Linked DNA regions of Mus musculus: region 1 is linked to region 2. Evidence: chromatin contacts called from public HiChIP or PLAC-seq data. All regions are on one chromosome and are shown on one strand. The core of a region is the stretch at or near the end of the contact, and the rest is flanking DNA. Distances in the headings are between cores, read along the strand shown. Region 1 overlaps Atf1 (activating transcription factor 1). Region 2 overlaps Lima1 (LIM domain and actin binding 1).

Region 1 (3,271 bases), core at 394-2,893, 410 kb after region 2:
GCCACACAGACTTAGTTCAGAAACAATGGTAACCCAATCTCTGGGCGCAACAACTAGAATCCTAATCTTGCAAGCCATATAAAATCTAAATCCTCCTGTGGCGAATCCTGGCAGATCCACTGTTGAAACCAGGAGACACTAAGCAGCTACATCTTGTCCTTAAGATATTCCTGTCCAAAATGACCCTAACTCTTTTCCTACGTCCAACCCGGAAGTCCCGCCTTCTCACCCAGTGATTGATTCCTTTATTCATTAGGGAATGGTTCACTAGGAGTCACCTGAGTCTGACTCATTCTTCAGTCCAGACAGACAGCCCCGCTAGGAAAGTAGAATTAACAGAAAAATCCAACAGCACAAAGTAGCAAAAACCCCAGCCGCAGAAGTCTGTCAGTTAAAGACGATATGGAGCTAGGTACTCGGAATTTTGATTGAATCAACAGTGGACAGGTGTGTTGTTATCTTTGTGTAGTTTTGAAAGGGTTTGTTTTCTATAGTTTTGATTGTGTGCATGTGTTAGGGTGTGTGCATGAGTACAGTGCCCACAGAGGCTGGAAGAGGCTTACATGCCCTGGAGCTGGTGCTTATGAGTTGCCCGACAAGGGCACTGAAAAACAAACGCAGGTCCTCTGCAAAAGTGATCTTAACCACTGGGCCATCCCTAGGCTGCAATAACTGCCATCTTTAATGCCATTTTAAATAGGAAAGATTGATTTGGTTCCATTTGACTGGTTTGGCTCCATTGGTTTTGTGCCTGTGTAAAGTCTATGTTCATCGGGAGCGTGTTGTAGGATGAGACCCTCATAGTACACAACATAGCAAAGGGGCTGCATCCTAGCGCTCTGCCTACGGGCCTTCCCCAGTTCCTTCATTCCCTGCTCTGGGCTCCAAAGCACAAGTTTACAATGGAACCTGATGTAATTAACACACGGTGCTTCAGAGGATATCACCCTTTTGTTTTAACAAATCAACAATTGTGTGTGGGGAACCCTAAAGAATTCAACTGAAAGCTAAAAAAGCTAAAAGAAATAATGTATTAGCAGACAGCAACAGATGTAGTATAAGCTCCCTAAAGAACCCAGATCATGAAATTAGCAGGGACTCTATGTCTGGTTTAAATCAGGAAAGATACAGAGACCCTACCACTGGAACAGAAGACTGGGAGGACTTTGAAAATGAACAAACCTAGAAAGATAGGTAGGTCCTTTACAACAGTTTAGATGTGATTGAAGAATGGGGGAATCAGAGAATCCAAGTAAACTACCCAGGATGAGCACAAAGGTAAATAGGAGGAAGGAGAGGATGGGAGGCGTGCGTCTATGCGTCTACATGAGCTACATCTTGTCCACTGGCCAGCACACTAGGCGGCTGTTGCTGAGCTAGCTGTGCTCCCAGCCCAGATAAGTGTTAGATTTTAAAAAGCTTCCAAAAGTGAGAAAGTATTTAGAAAGGAATGACTGTTAAGCTAACAACAGATGTTTTGAACAGTACCATTAGACATTAATGGACTGAGATCTACCTTTCAGCCTAGAATTCTGTACTTAGGAATGTACCCCAGTTGTGGTTTGAATATGCATGGCCCTGGGAGCTACACTATTAGCATGTGTGGCCTTGTTTGTGTAGGTGTGGCCTTGATGGAGGAAGTCTGTCACTGTGGGATGGGCTTTGAGACCTTCCTCTTAGCTTCCTGGAAGTCAGTCTTCCAGCTACCTTCGGAACAAGGGCTCTTAGCCCCTCTAGAGCCATAATAATGGATTAAATTTCTGTACCTGTAAAGCCAACCCCAATTTAATGTTGTTCTTACAAGAGTTGCCTTGGTCATGGTGTCTTCACGACAGCGAAACCCTAACTAGGATACCAGTGGTTAATGTCATTACTAAGACTTGCCTAGCATGTGCAAGACCTGGGGTTTGGTGTCCCTGTGCTTCCCCAAAAGATGAGTGTTTACTTGTTACTGTCGGCTTCTTACAACAATAACAACGACTCATTTGGTGGCTTGATAACAAAATAGGGAACTGGGGACATATGTCAACGTAGAGCATTTATCTGTATGTACCAAGGCCCTGGGTTTGATCCCCAGTGCCACAGAAGGGAAAGAAATAAGAGAACCTAGCACAGGGAATGACAGCACCCAAGTGTAGGACAGGAGTTAATCTGAAGTAGTATGTTGTACCATTACCATCTATTGATTCCTGGTATGAAGCGAGCGCATAGATATTCTATGTTCTGATGTTTATACTCTGAGTGTTTAATAGTTTGACATTGAGAATGGAATGAGCACTGCATTCTGGGATATGGCATGCATGTGACTGTCAGAGGACACCTGCAGGCTGACGGTTCTCCATTAACCATGTGGATTCCTGGTTTAGACTCCAGTCGTCAGGCTTGGCAACCCGGGCCATCCAGCCACCCTGGCCTTGAACTCTGAGAAGTGTGGCTTCTCTTCCATGATGGCTATAGTATTGGAAGTTGGAAAGGCCCTTTGTTCTTTGAGTGAAAGACCCTTGAGAACAGCCATCTTTCCTGCCGAGGAAGGACACTTTATAGCTGTCCAAGGGCCTTGCACCTCCGGAGGTGCTCCGGTCTGTTCCTCTTCAGTGTGTGACTGACATAAAATGTAGCTAGCCTCAAGAATATCATAATGATAAGCGCTAAACAAAAGGACTCCCCAACCCCCAAGGCTTAACGGTATGGCTTGGGGCTCTATAGATACCTGTGCTACTTATTTTTGGTTTTTTGAAACAGGGTTTCACTGTGTATCTCTGATTGGCATGGAACTTCACAGATCCGCCTGTCTCTGCCTCTGGGATTAAGGGTGTGCACCACCAAGTGCAGGTTGATTATTGTAAACATCTCAAACAGTCAACAGATACTAAACTCCATGTCCCAATGTTATGTGTGTTTGTGGTCTCTCTTTCTATACAAAAACAAGCAAAAAAAGGAAGTTATGTGGAGGTTGTGTGCACGCCTTTAATGTCAGAGAGAGAGATCCATGAGCGGCCTGTTCTGAGTGGAGTGCAGTTGATACACAGTGGGTCTCCCTTTCCCAGCATTGCTGCACAGAGCGTCATGGTTGGGAGTCTGTCCTCTTCCCCTTCTGAGTTGAGATTTTTGCTGGTTTGGATTGTGCTGGTCTTGTGCACACTGTCGCCATTCGTTCATGTGAGCATCGGTCCTGCTGTGTCTGAAGACAGTTTCCATGGAGTTACACTACCTCCTCCTCCTCTTCCATGGGTCTCTGGGCTTTGAGGAGAGGGGTTTGATGACGTCCCAT
Region 2 (3,132 bases), core at 341-2,840:
TTAGTAATGGGATCTGATGCTCTCCTCTGGCATGCGTGTACATGATGATAGAGCACTCATATACATAAAAATTCATAGAATGTGGGGGCTGGAGAGATGGCTCAGTGGTTAAGGACACTGACTGCTCTTCCAGAGGTCCTGAGTTCAATTTCCAGCATCTACGTGGTGGCTCACAGCCATCCCTAATGGGGTCTGATGCCCTCTTCTGGTGTGTCTGAAGACAGCTACAGTGTACTCACATACATAAAATAAATAAATAAATAAATCTGAGAGAGAGAGAGAGAGAGAATGATGCTATGATCTCTGATGGGAGTCGATACTGGAGATGCAGCAGGGCTGCCACTGTGTCTCCTGGCCCTAGAGCATTTTAGGCACACGTGCAGAAAGAGCAGGCTTAGGCAGCCACTACACAGACACATGACTCAAGTCATGAGAAAGCCAAGCCTAGTAAACCGATCGCAGGTGGGGATGAGGAGGGTGAAAAGGTCGGGGGTGAGGCAGCTTCTCTACAGAACAGGGGATTCTCAGGCCCGTTAATCATATCCCCCCGACTGTCTCGTATTCCTTTGCTTTCTTCCAGGTCCTGGTAGCCCCTCCACGCCCACCCCACCAGCTTTCACTCAAAAGCCCCATTAATCGTCTCCATGCTACCAATCTCTCACTGTGCCAATAAAGCTTTCCTGCTGCTGCCAGAAGCATCTTAGGAAAGCACAGGTCTCATCTTGTCAGTCTCCCTGCAGGGAAACTTCCCACGGCATCTTGCTGTTAACCCAACTAAAACCCCAGCCAGCACAGTTGGAGCTGACCATCTGGCCTAACTGACCTGTGTGGGCCCTATCCCTCCATCACGCAGGGTCTCCATGCCTTTCCTTGTTCCCTTCGCTCTACGCTCAACTCTCATTTCACAAACCAACCTCCTCTATCGATCTCCCCGAGGATAAAAAAACAAAACACTTAGGTCAAGAGGTAGAGGCAGGAGTTCAAGGTTATCCTCAGTAAGTAGCAAGTTCAAGGCCAGTCTGAGCTGGAAGAGTTTGTTTAAACAAAACAAAAGAAAGACCCCTGAGACAGCTGGGTTCCACTGCAGACACACAAAAGAGGAGTCTTTAGGAAGGCCTGGGAAACCCACAGAAGATGGTTTAAAAACATGTGCAAGGGAACTGGGGGTTGTAGCTCAGTGGTCGGATGCTTGCCTGGAATACACGAGCTTCCGGGGCTCAACCCCGAGGACTTAAAGAAAACGGACAAGAGCCGGGCAGAGTGTAGTACCTTAGCTTCTGTTGAGCAGAGATGGGAAACTGGATATCTGGGTATTCAGTCTTGTTACATAATGAGGTCTAAGACCCTGTCTCCAAAAAAAAAAAAAAAAAAAAATTCAAAATATCTTTGACATTCCTCCCACCAGAAGGTGGAGCCAAATTCCACCCCCTTCTCCAGAATAGGAGCCAGCCTTCTGATTCACATCTGAGGATAAGGCCACTAAAAAGTGTATGGCTTCCAAGACCAAGGTCAGGAGCAAGCATAGAGCTTCTGGCTCCTCCCCTTTTGCACGCCCTCCTCTCCAGACTTTTGCCTTTGGAACCCAGCCACCAAGCCAAACAGTCACATGGACTGGCCATGTGGAGGTGCTCCAGCCCTGACTCCAGCCTGTGAGCCGCCCTGGCTGATGCTAACTTGAGAAGAGACAAGCCCAAATCAGTTACAAACCAAACACTGTCATTCACTGCGAGTCATAACTCTCAGTCTTAGAGATTTAGTGAGGCTGGGCATGATAGGCCAACCTGCACTGTTGAGGAAAGCCCTACCTAGAGGGATGAGGTACTGGCTGGTCTGGAATTCTTTTTATTTTTAAATTTATTTTATTTTATATGTATGGGTGTTTTTGTCTACATATGTCTGTGGATGATGTGTGTGCCTGGTGTTGGCAGAGGTCAATACAGACAATTGTGAACTGCCATGTGGGTGTTGGGATTTGAACTCACATCCTCTGGAAGAGCAGCTGGTGTTCTTAACAATTGAGGTGTCTCCCTAGCCCCTGTTCTGGAATTCTTCATGTAAACCAGACTGGCCTTGGCCTTGCAGTGATCCTCCTGTCCTAGCCTCCCAGGTGCTGGGATTGTAGGTGTGTACCATTATACTCTCTATAAGCTGTTCAGATTGGCCTTAAACACACTTTGTGCCTTGGCAGACCATGAAGTTGGAATTCTCCTGCCTCAGACTCCCAAATACTTGGAACTATACATCTCTGACACTAGGCCATGAATTTTGGGTTTTGTGATGGGTCTTGCTATATTGTAGCTGGTCTTTGCTACTTTGTGAGTTCTTCTTCTTCCAGCCCTTTATCCCCTACTCCTTATCACTAAATAGGAGAGAAAGGATAGAGGAGAAAGAGAGAGACAGAGAGAGAGAGAGAGAGAGAGAGAGAGAGAGAGAGAGATCCCTGAATCTATCTTTCTTTTTGTTTCTTCTTTGAGCAGGGCTACTAACAAACTGTAACAACCCCCCCTCCCCCCAACATACAACTCAGCCTGCCTTTCTTTTTTTCTTTCTTTCTTTTTTTCTTTCTTTCTTTCTTTCTTTCTTTCTTTCTTTCTTTCTTTCTTTTTTTGTTTTTTTTTTTTTGTTTTTTTTTGTTTTTCGAGACAGGGTTTCTCTGTGTAGCCCTGGCTGTCCTGGAACTCACTCTGTAAAACTCAGAAATCCGCCTGACTCTGCCTCCCGAGTGCTGGGATTAAAGACGTGCGCCACCAGGCCCAGCTTCGGCCTGCCTTTCTAGACCCTGACATTTATATACTCTCTGAATTCCAAATGTCACACAATCGCAGAAAGTATCATCTACAGCTGGTAAAACCACCACTCTGCTAGAGCATGAGGCAAATCACAGTCAGCTGCTCTAGGCAGTCCAAGCAGCCCTACATCCTCACACCTGGCATCAAAATGAAACATATTCTTACAATATCTTTGTGTTTTTTTAGAGAAACCAAAACTCCAGAATTGTCACTAAACTATATAGCTAACATTGGCCTGGACATAGTGATCCTTCTGCCTCAGCCTCCTGAGTGTGGGAGTGTAGGCACGTGCTACCATATATGTAAGACTTTAAAAAAAAAAAAAAAAAAAAACAGAACCGGG

The links. HiChIP or PLAC-seq counts read pairs in DNA pulled down with a chosen protein or histone mark.
Region 1: an H3K27ac HiChIP or PLAC-seq map of embryonic stem cells shows a contact between it and region 2, with 4 times the contacts expected there. The contact joins two enhancer-like sites. A contact is called at or near these places in 1 of 484 Hi-C or Micro-C datasets (pancreatic cancer cells) and 1 of 115 datasets of contacts at active chromatin or transcription factors (embryonic stem cells).

The regions. Positions count from the first base shown.
Region 1 is chr15:100,247,253-100,250,523 of GRCm38.p6, forward strand. All of the region lies in intron 3 of Atf1 (activating transcription factor 1), which reads left to right. Among named protein-coding and RNA genes, the nearest start is that of Atf1, 21 kb to the left of the region's middle. Within about 2 kb of position 1,644, at least 25 of the 459 cell types and tissues checked have an H3K27ac peak or open chromatin away from gene starts, as enhancers often do. A contact at or near this core is called in embryonic stem cells, where this site is marked.
Region 2 is chr15:99,838,596-99,841,727 of GRCm38.p6, forward strand. All of the region lies in intron 2 of Lima1 (LIM domain and actin binding 1), which reads right to left. Among named protein-coding and RNA genes, the nearest start is that of Gm17057, 22 kb to the left of the region's middle. Within about 2 kb of position 1,591, at least 56 of the 459 cell types and tissues checked have an H3K27ac peak or open chromatin away from gene starts, as enhancers often do. A contact at or near this core is called in embryonic stem cells, where this site is marked.